Regions from separate parts of the Anas platyrhynchos genome. Here region 2 is linked to region 1. The links are chromatin contacts, called in public Hi-C maps. All regions are on one chromosome and are shown on one strand. Each heading gives the region's core, a stretch centred on a gene start, on an enhancer-like site or on the middle of the called end of the contact. The rest is flanking DNA. Distances are from core to core; before and after follow the strand shown.

Region 1 (5,004 bases), core at 676-3,175:
GATATGAATATCCCAGAAGAAAACCAGTGGGAATAACATAAAAGGTGTCTTACATCTTGGAGGTGAAGATGGAGACCAGACTGCCTGCCCATCCAAGGTCTGGAGTGGCCCTGCATCTCCCCTGCCCTGGATGAGGTCCCTGAGGTTTGCCACGAGGTGTGGGACGTGAGCTGATGACACTGACCCAAAACGGGCAGGGGGGCTGCACCAGCCCCCACCTTTGGCTCATCTAAGAGCAGGGCTGCGGTCTGAGCATCACCGGCTCTGATCAAACAGGGGCTTAGCAGAGACCTTCTCCACGCATGGTTGGGGCTGAAAAGCAGAGCTGCGTCACGGGGAACAACAGGCAACTGTCACCGCTACCAGCGTGTGCTGCTTATCGGCAGGGCAGCCAGAGGGCTCCATTTAGGGCCATGTTTGCTTTGCCCGACTGCGGTGCTGCGATAGGGGCTGCGGTGAGACACAGCCGCTGCCAACGTCAGTGCTTCGGCTGCCTGCTCCCATCCCAAACCTCCGCCGGGTCCAGCCCAAAGCCACGTGCCTGCCTTCTCCGGGCTTTCCTCTATCTGCCCTGCTTATATTTGCCCAGTTCACCCCGATCTGAACCTATTTGAAAGTCCCCTTTCTGCCTTCCTAATCCCTCTGTCTCTTTGAAAAGCAAAAGGGAATGCTCAGGTTTTGCTTAGTCACTTCCAAAATGCCCAGCACTAGGGCGGGGATCTGGGACTGCATCCCGGCCCCCTTTGGCTCCCCCCATCCCATCCCTGCGGTGCTGTCCCTTGCCAGCCAGGTAGTTTCTGAATGGATGGAGAGCCTTTGTCACCTTCCCACAGAGCAGCAAAATCTGAAATAGAGACAGCAGCTAGACACAAATGATAAACACATGAGAAGAAGAAATGCCTCAAGGATGCTCAGGTCCTGGAACAGTACATGGTCAGAGAATACAATCTAGGCAGCATTTACCTGGGAGATGGATGGAAATGGTGCATTTTGAAGGTTCTTCAGCTCAAGAAGTTCTCACAACCTCAAATGTTCAAAGTTTTTTTTTGCATTGGTAACTTTTTATGCTTTTCCAAGCTCTCTGACTGAGGCTGTTAGCACTGCTTTCCCTTGAAGGTTTCTTTTCCTCCTCGGTCTGTGCTTTTCCTTTTCTCTTTCCAAGGGCACATCCCTCAGCTTTCTGTACCTCTTTCTGCTCTGGTTTTCTTATCTGTCCATGCCTTCCCTTTCATTTCTCCCAGCTAGTGAGAATTTGAAGGCAGGGTGAGAGGGACATTTGCCAGGTTTTTCGGAGCAGTCTCGAGGACCTCATTACAGATTTGCTTAGCATGTTCTCTCCCTACGCTGCTGCACTTGGGGCTCAGGCATCAAAAAGTGCCCGCAGCTTTCTATAGGGTTCATTTACGCAGATACTGCTCAGTATCCCTACAAAATAAAATCCCTTTTAGTATACAAAAAAATACCACAAGATGGATTACCTGAAGTTTCAGAGGGGATAAGCCTGGCACAGTTGTGCTGAAGGCAATGGGATAAGTCTTTTTACACCCAGAACTAGTAAAGTTCCTAGTATGATAAACTCGTGCTGAAGAAATATTTGCAAAAGACAACAAACCAGAGAAAGATTTATTTATTTGTGTATCACAGGAACTTTCTTTCATCCCAGTCATGCCAAAGGAGTGACTTGGGAAGCAGGGATTTGCTTACAGTCCTGAAGAGCACTGGATCTGTATCAGCCAAGCAAACCATAGGAAAGTGTTAAACTAACCTTCTGCAATCCCATTATCAAAAAGAAAAGAATAAAAAAGGAGATAATCCTTGTTTAAATATCACAAGCAGAAGCTGAGTCAGTGGGAGCTTTAGACTGGAAATGTCAGGGAGGAATTTAGATTTTCAGAGCAGTTGCTGCTCTGCAATTATCATAAGTCACTTACAAGGACCCCTTGTCTCCCGTTGCCCTCAACCACACATCTGCAGGGAGGGGGAGCAGAGACAAAACACATGGCCCTACCAGGGACTGATAAGGGAAACTGAGCGCGATCCCACTAAAGGCACAAGGCAAATCCCTCCAGGCTATGGCCAGGCTTCTCTGACTGCAGGTCGGACGTAGGCGGGCAAAGGCAAACCGATGGGAGAGGCAGGCAGCAATATGAGAAAGAGGAGATTGCTGGAGAAAATTGCATGTGAGCTTGCCCCCCAAAGGCATTTATTTGATTCTGGAGTTGTTTTGGGGGTAAGAATGAGGAGGAGACAGAAAAATGGATATCTGTTTTTTTTCTAACCTCATATTCTTTCTATGGTTCCTTTCCTCTTTTAAAAGCAAGCCTTGTTGCAGTCTAGCACGTCCCTGATGTAAATTAAATAAGTGAAAGTACTATTAACTCTCCTGAGACAGGCACTGCCCCCACCAGCCTTGGAAAGAGGAGAGGATGAGCACTTAAAACACGTAATTTCCACCACATTTCGTGATGCAGAAACACGCATTTTCCCAGCTGGTACACGTGAGAAGGCTAAAGACTTCCTCTGTAGGGATGGTGGTTTTCTTTTTTTTAACCTGTCTTTTCTCACTACAAATGTCAGGTTTCCAAGGCCAGGTCTTTGCTAGGTGCAGGGTAGAAGGACCTCAGCCATTTTGTTCTGTGAGGAGACAACAGGGGTCTACCATGCTACCATGTCTGATGGACACGATCTTCAGGTGAGTATCCCATTCTGGTTAGGAAACTTCAAGCAAAGGGGCACAAAGCTTCCCTCATGGGTTTGCTCACCCTCACTGTTAAAAACTTGCCTCCTACTGCTACCTTGAACTTGTCTTTTTTGTCTAACTTCCAGCTACTGATCCTTATATTTTCTTCATTAGATTAAAGTATCTGTATTTGTAGAAGACTGTTCTAGAAGTGGGAGAACAGGAAATATATTGTAGACCCTGCTTTTCCATCGTGTCATCCCAGTAGCTTAACGGTAGAATTACTCAAGTCAGGCATATTGTACCAGTACAGATCTCTGATTCTTTTCTTTCTTTACTTTCCATGACTATGGATCAATAAAACGCTGTTGATACACTTTGAAGATCCAGAAGACAAGCAGAGGGCTTTGATGAGTCATCCTCTTAAGCCTGCTGGGAAACATGAACCTTGCCATGGGTAATGCATTTGAATTCCTCCTCTGAAAAGAAAAGGGAAATATTTTCCCATGTATTTACTTGACAGCTACCTGTTAGGAATAACAGATAAGATCCCGAGCAGATGTGAATCAATAGGTAAGCATTGACTTCACTGCGAAATGCTGGCGCCAATTTCCAATGCAGAACTGGTTGCATCTACATAATAGATCTCATCCATTTGAGGCTGAATGCAAAACGCCGTTCTGCCTATAAACAGAACTATGAATAAACATTTGTATGAAGTCAATACGGTGACATTTTCATAGGTCTGAGACCCTTTGTGTGACTCCTAATGCTAAAATCACATCAGACCTTTTGTCTGACAGGCAGATGGTTTTTATCCTCCAGTGCCCGAGGAGAGAGGGAGTAAGAAGTCGGCAATTCTGCGTGCACGTGGAAGTAGCACGGACTGCATGGCACTGCTCCACCTGGCTGAGCCAGAACTGCTGCTATGGAAGACGAGAAAGGGGCTAAAAGGACTAGGGGAAGGAGGAGTATCTATGTCAAAGTGACACGTTCATGAAACAGGAAAGTGCTAGGCAAACACTGATGAAAAACCCTGGGCTTCTTCCAGCATAATTTCCCTCCCCCCACAGCTAGAGGAATGAGGAGTGAGCAACTGGGAATGATCCTAGAGCAAATGTGGGGTGCAGAGCCACCCCAGCCATGCTGTGCACCCCCGTGGTGCAGGTCCTACTTGTCAGGGGGACCAGTTGCAATGGCTCAAAGTCTCTTTTGTTCCCACACCATCAATTTTGGTGCTGCTAGGACCACACCAACACACTGTGAAACATCCCCAGCCCCTTGGAAAGGGTTATGGGAACTTGCTTTGGATCCCTTACTGCTGCTTCCCTTTCACTGATTTGAGGATGCCACAAATGAGATAAATTATGTCTTACTGCATGGCACGGGTGGATGAGCATGAGGGGCATGCCCTCACCTTTCTCTTTTCATCTAGAGAAAGAGTTGCAGGATCCAGGTCACTGCAGACCTCTTAGTGCTGGGACTTCAAAGGACTTGTAAAAAAAAAAAAAAAAAAAGAAAGCAGTAACACCAATCCCTTTTCCACATGTATTGAACAAGGCAAAGACCGATAGAAAATCAGACTACAGACAAGAGGAGGCATTTCTCAGGTTTCTGAAAGCAAGCTAAATTCCCCACTGCCCTGGAACCTCTTTTGGCCATGAAGGCATCACAGAGGATGACTTTCCTTTGGCATTACTCTCGAAGGTGAGGCCAGGAGATGAAGGTTCCCAAGAGTGCCAGAGAGGCATGGATCTGCCTTCAGCTGGAGGGCACAGCTCCGAAAAATCAGAATGCTTTGGAAAATATGTAGTGCGAAGCCAAAGGAGAAGGGTTGTGGTTGGAAACAGGAGAGGATCAGACAGCCACGATGGAAAGCAAGCAAGGTGAGCACCTTGGAACCAGCCACACGGACCCATAGCCCTACCTCCCCTTGTTTTAGGGCTCACTCATCTGAAAGGAGGCTAGGACCAAACACTTCAGTCAATTTCTACATCTACTGGCAACTATTAACTGTTTATTCGCAGCAGTGCTGAAAAGAGTGGTATCTACAGCAATTACCAGCCTGAAGTCTGAAGGCAGGACGTGAAGGTAGAGTTAAAAGACTTGCCCAAGGCCATACAGCGAGCAGTCAGAAGCATGCTCCCGGTTTTCTGTGCTGGTTGGCGGCAATAGAATTAGCGCCGGACATTTGATTTTTTTTTCTTTTCATAATGTTTCTGATGTTCTAGGGCAGTTGTTTACTTGTACATTTATTTTTTTTTTTGCAGAAAAGCAAATTCACTGTCAGACTCGATGCTCAAACAATTCTGTGCCAGATCTCC
Region 2 (5,004 bases), core at 896-3,395, 150 kb before region 1:
AGGCTTTGCCGAATGCAGCCTACAACTTGCATTTAAATAGCTTTTATTTATATATGTTGTTATAATAAGTTATTGTATTACAAATAGCAAAAATAAGCTATTTCAAACCAAATTACTCCAGACAATCATTTCTTAAGTGTAAAATTACCTGAGGTTATTCTCTCAAAGACGACAATAGAAAGATTGCAGAGATAGGACCAAATATGTTGTCCAACTTTTAAGTTGTAACAAAACAACTCTTAGCATAGCTTAATTTGGTCAAAAGTAACTCTTTTTCTCTCCATTCTTACTTTTTAGTTAACAAAATCCTGTTACAATTGTTTATATTTTTTGAATATTTTTCTGCAAATGTAAGAAATGTACTTTATTAGTGAAACAGAAGACTTAATATTTAGAGTCAAGTTTAAACAAAAGGGCCTTGTTAATGCTTAACATTAATGTCTAACATAGCAGAAAATAAGTCAGCTCACCTTCTCCCTGGCTGTACACATGAATTACAAGAGTAGGGAAATGCATTTAAAAACAAACAAACAAAAATCAGGTCTGGAAATCTGAAAAGAAGTGGCTAATATTTAAGATGATATATCTTCTATTATCTTTGTGAAAATAGCTGCAAAATGAAATGAAAATATCAGTTCACCTCTCCCTATCTGGTCCTCATTTCAAGCCAACAACTTTTTCCTCTCCATCCCTTTGCCCCTTCCTCATGCAGACCTGCCTAGTGTAGTGATGTTGCTGATCCTATTTAGACAGTAGACATTTACTCCTGTCTGGAAACAGCACTGTAGATAAGCATATTTACATTAGAGTAAAGATGGCTGGCAGGATATGTAAAGCACACCTGCTTGGGCACAATTTCCTCTTTCCCTTGTTAAAGCCTTACATTCCTTGTATGTCTTTTAATTCTAAAAATTACAGTGTATCAAGATCTGTTTGCAGCTTATCCAATTATCTAAACAAAACTTAAATCTAGTACTTCCCATAATGTTACTTGACACACAAACCTGTCCAATTACAAAGAAATTGTCTAACAATTAAAATATTTTCAGATGCCTGGATTTTTACCAGTGCTTTACGTGTTGGAATAACAAGACACTTAGTGCAAGCAGTCCGAGATCACGCACTGGCTAGTGCTTCATCCAAAGTAAGAGTGATTGCCATAGGAATAACTTCCCTCGGAAAAATTCAGCACAGAGAAATTCTGGAGAACGCAAAGGTATTTTTCCTTTTATTCTACTTGTGAGACAGGATTGTTCAGAAGTGAACTTCACATTTACAAAATTTGGAAGTAGTAGGCAGCAAAACATCGTGCTGTCTTAAAAGTGGGATTCAAAGGGTGTTTTAGGGAAAGACCTTAGCAATGAGCACGAAGAATCGTTAGACCCTACTGCTTCCATGCCTCGTGCGTTAAACTTGGCAGCAAATCTGCAAATATCCACCAGGTGGCAGGATTGGCCATTAGCTCAGTAGCTGGCAATAGGGTGAACCTGAGGAACAGCACACATCATAGGATGCCTGAAAGCTTTTTTTCTCCTTGTTCATCTACGGCAGAATTCCAAGCTATTTCAGAAATACTGTAAAAACTGAATATCCTAGTATGAAACCGAATCGTAATTATTTCAAGTTCTCCTGGCCAGTCACTGAACTGGTGTCTAATACACAAAACCTTCTCTACATGCTGGGCCAAAAGTGCTAGCCATACAAGACTTTGTTTAGTTGGTGAGAGTTCTGGGGACTTCAGAATTCAGATCAAAGCAATTGAAGTTTGTGAGAGGGGAAAAAAAAAAAGTACACACAAAACAACAATAAAATACACACTAACAAAAAAAGTAAAAAAAAAAATCAGAAGAGTCGTTGCAAATGCCAAGTTGATGCTGAATTGACTTGGAGGTGGAAAAGGGAATTAATGACATTCTTGTCACTGCACTGTCTGTCCTAAGCAGACTATTATAACAGTAAAATGGGTGTATAGTAGTGACAACAACACTTTCTGTGTTATTTTACTTTCCTACAGAAGCTGAAAAGCAGGTAACAAACACAGCCCTTTGAACTTGCACCTAGTTCTCTCAGATAAGCTGGCAAGTACCAGCTATCAGCAGGGAGGCTGCCAGACTGTATTTGCATTTTATTGTCATTAGTTTTCTCTCTTTTCCATCCCTTTTGCCAAGGACAGGTATCAATGTGCTCTGTCAGATGAGGCTCTCCAGCTGGAAGACTTGAACCTATTTGTGTGGCTCAGAGGAAAGAATCTCATTAGGGAATTTTGTTTAGAAAAGTTCCTTTGGCAAGAGCAAACTAGTTGCTTCACCTCCCTCCCAATCTAAGTGATCAAAACACACCTGGATCTTTCCCAAACAGTAGCTACAAAATAAGTGCACCATTCTTTTTACTGCGTTAGATTTTCTCCCTCTTGACTAAAGCTCAAATTCTTTGTCAAAGAGTAGGTGGAGAGCACTCTTGACCCTCTGACTTCTGGCACTGCTTCTACCCAAGAACACCCTAGATCTTAGAAACTTTAGGACAAAAAAAGAGCTATAGACAAGGATATTGACCTAAACCCAGTTCTTCTTATAGTTGACACTAACACAAACAGCTTGTTGTACAAAATAGAGCTAAGAATTCACAGTAGCAAGGAGAAAAACAAGGCCCAATATCAGTGGGTCACTCCTTCATTTCTGTGTTACTGGCATGCATTAAAGAACCTTGAACAACTGCTTCTGCATTTTCAGTGGACACAGGAAAATCCCTGAGAGATTTTTTTTCAGTTGGTTGTTGTGTACCGGGGTCCCAATCTAAGGCCACATCTCTCTGGCAAGTAGGCTTAATGTTACACGGCAGCAGAATATAGGCACAACCTCCATCTAAACAAAACATGAAAGCAAGTAACTGCTTCAAGGTAACCTTCCCCAATGAGACAGGAGCAGGAGGGAGGCAAGAGAAATTTGTGGCACTAGCTGTCTGTAAAGGACATGCAAATTTACTACTTCCCCCCCCTCCCGGAACAGCCTCTGACATTTCTACTCTTCCCAGAGCTGCTGAGAGGGCAAGAATCCCTACCTGTACCTGCATGCTCTGTCACATTTTTAGAATGCAGCTTCCACATTAAGAATAACCATGAGACCTCACATAACCATGTAAATTAAACCAAGCTGTGTTTAAATCTATATGGATGTATAGCAGGCTGACTTATCTACTGGTCTAAGCATGGTGAAAATGTTACTGAAATGAACAGGTTTGCCCTTGTCTAAAATCGGGCACAAACATCTGAGACATTAAGGCATCACTCACAGTTATCTAGTCTCATGGCCCCAAACATTTGTGCAAGCACTTGCAGCACCTCTGCACAAATGCCTTTGTTCTAGAGATGATTCCTAATGTCAGTATATTTTGCAGAGCCTGAGAGGGGAACTTCAGGGACTTCAGCTTTCAGGCTATCACATCTAGCACCTTTCAGAAGAAACAAATACTCCTTCCTTTTCATAGAGGCTATTCAAGTGTCTGAAAAGTGGTGCTCTATGTCATGGCACAGATAACATGAAAAAGGGAGATGAAGCACATAGAAATGCAGACTGTTCTTTGTAGAAAAATGCTCACATCTCTCCTATCTCTAGGATGAAAGCCTTGTACATTACCAGTCAGATGATAATGTCCAAGGCCCACTGTATTCACTGGACCACAACCATTCCCATTTTATTTTGGTGGATCACGTAACACCAGAGGATCCAGACAGAACGACTGAACTACGGCTCACCTTGGAAAAGCACATTTCAGAACAGCGCACTGGGTATGGTGGTAAGTAGACTATACAAGCATCCTATAGCTTGAATAATAGCGACATTACAGGGATACATGTGGGTCCCTCGCCTTATCAAAGGCAACTCCAGTTCTCAGTTTACCATCTACATAGGCAAGATCAAGTAAACACAGTTGTCATTGTGTAAGAGGCAGAACTAAGCTGACTTAAGTTGAAAAAAAAATGCTCTTTGAACCAAAAATCCTGACATTTATTGCATCTCCTTAAACATAGCTCAAAGCTGACCTTCAAAGCATCTCTCAAATTGCCTCGAAACACAACAGATGGAAAATAAATCCAGGTTTAAGTGCCCTAACCAGTGGCTCTAAGAGATGGATGTTCATTGTTGTATACTTTTATCCCCTCTCACACTGAGTCTTGAATTGCTCCCACTCTGGAAGAAAAGACTTGCCAAAGCCTTCTGAAAATTTTTAAGCCATATTTGTTTCAGGATAACATTTTATCCTGGGTGAACAGCATAGCATCTAATATCCCTCTAAACCAACGTGAGCTTTGTTTACAATGAGAACTGAGCATGGGGTAGGCCTCCTGTTGCGATTTATGGAAATAATTCAGTTGTAGTCCTAATACAATTACTTTCACCTTTCCTTTGTTTCTATAATACCTGCAGTGCTAGCACAGCTAAAACACAGGAGAAAGAGCTCACTTATTCACATTTTCATGCTTCACTGGAGTATTCAATTACATACGCTACAGTATGGTTGCACAGATATATCTGAGAGCAGGAATGCACCCAATGTTTATGCTGTGACTCAGTTGGGAAAGACCACAGGTGGACTCTAATGGTAGGCAGAGGTTGCAGTGCTGACAATTGGAAAATAGCCTCTTTCTGCTTGCAAACCAAGCTGATCAAACAAATCTCTGAGGAACAATTTTCTGTCCAAAAATTCTGATTCATTTGACAAATATTTCACTGGAGCATACTGAGTTCAGTGAGATCTTCTATAAAGAAAGCAACTATAGTTCATTTAAGTTCAGCAAACCCATTTAACCTTACTGAACTAAAATACTTCAATAAGGTGGCACAGAATTTCCCTATTAAAATATCTACAAATTATACAAAGGAATTTTTTGGTATTTTGAACATTTTTTTCAAATAAGTACCTTCCCCAATATAACATCAGAATTCCCTACTACCACACACAAAAGTGTAAATTTCACCTAAATCTATGCTAAATGAAGAAGATTCA

Evidence for each region. Hi-C and Micro-C count contacts between places; a contact is called where the count stands out from the background.
Region 2: a contact with region 1 is called in a Hi-C map of subcutaneous adipose tissue, with 2.3 times the contacts expected there. The contact joins two enhancer-like sites. A contact is called at or near these places in 3 of 8 Hi-C or Micro-C datasets (liver, skeletal muscle and subcutaneous adipose tissue).

Annotation. Positions count from the first base shown.
Region 1 is chr5:28,380,697-28,385,700 of IASCAAS_PekinDuck_T2T, reverse strand. No RefSeq gene overlaps it. Among named protein-coding and RNA genes, the nearest start is that of TH, 7.1 kb to the right of the region's middle. Within about 2 kb of position 1,925, at least 2 of the 8 cell types and tissues checked have an H3K27ac peak or open chromatin away from gene starts, as enhancers often do.
Region 2 is chr5:28,535,417-28,540,420 of IASCAAS_PekinDuck_T2T, reverse strand. The region is part of intron 1 of KCNQ1 (potassium voltage-gated channel subfamily Q member 1); the gene reads right to left. It overlaps TRPM5 (transient receptor potential cation channel subfamily M member 5), which reads left to right. Exons shown (of 26, transcript XM_013099790.5): 5 at 1,050-1,216; 6 at 3,612-3,792. Among named protein-coding and RNA genes, the nearest start is that of TRPM5, 17 kb to the left of the region's middle. Within about 2 kb of position 2,145, at least 1 of the 8 cell types and tissues checked has an H3K27ac peak or open chromatin away from gene starts, as enhancers often do.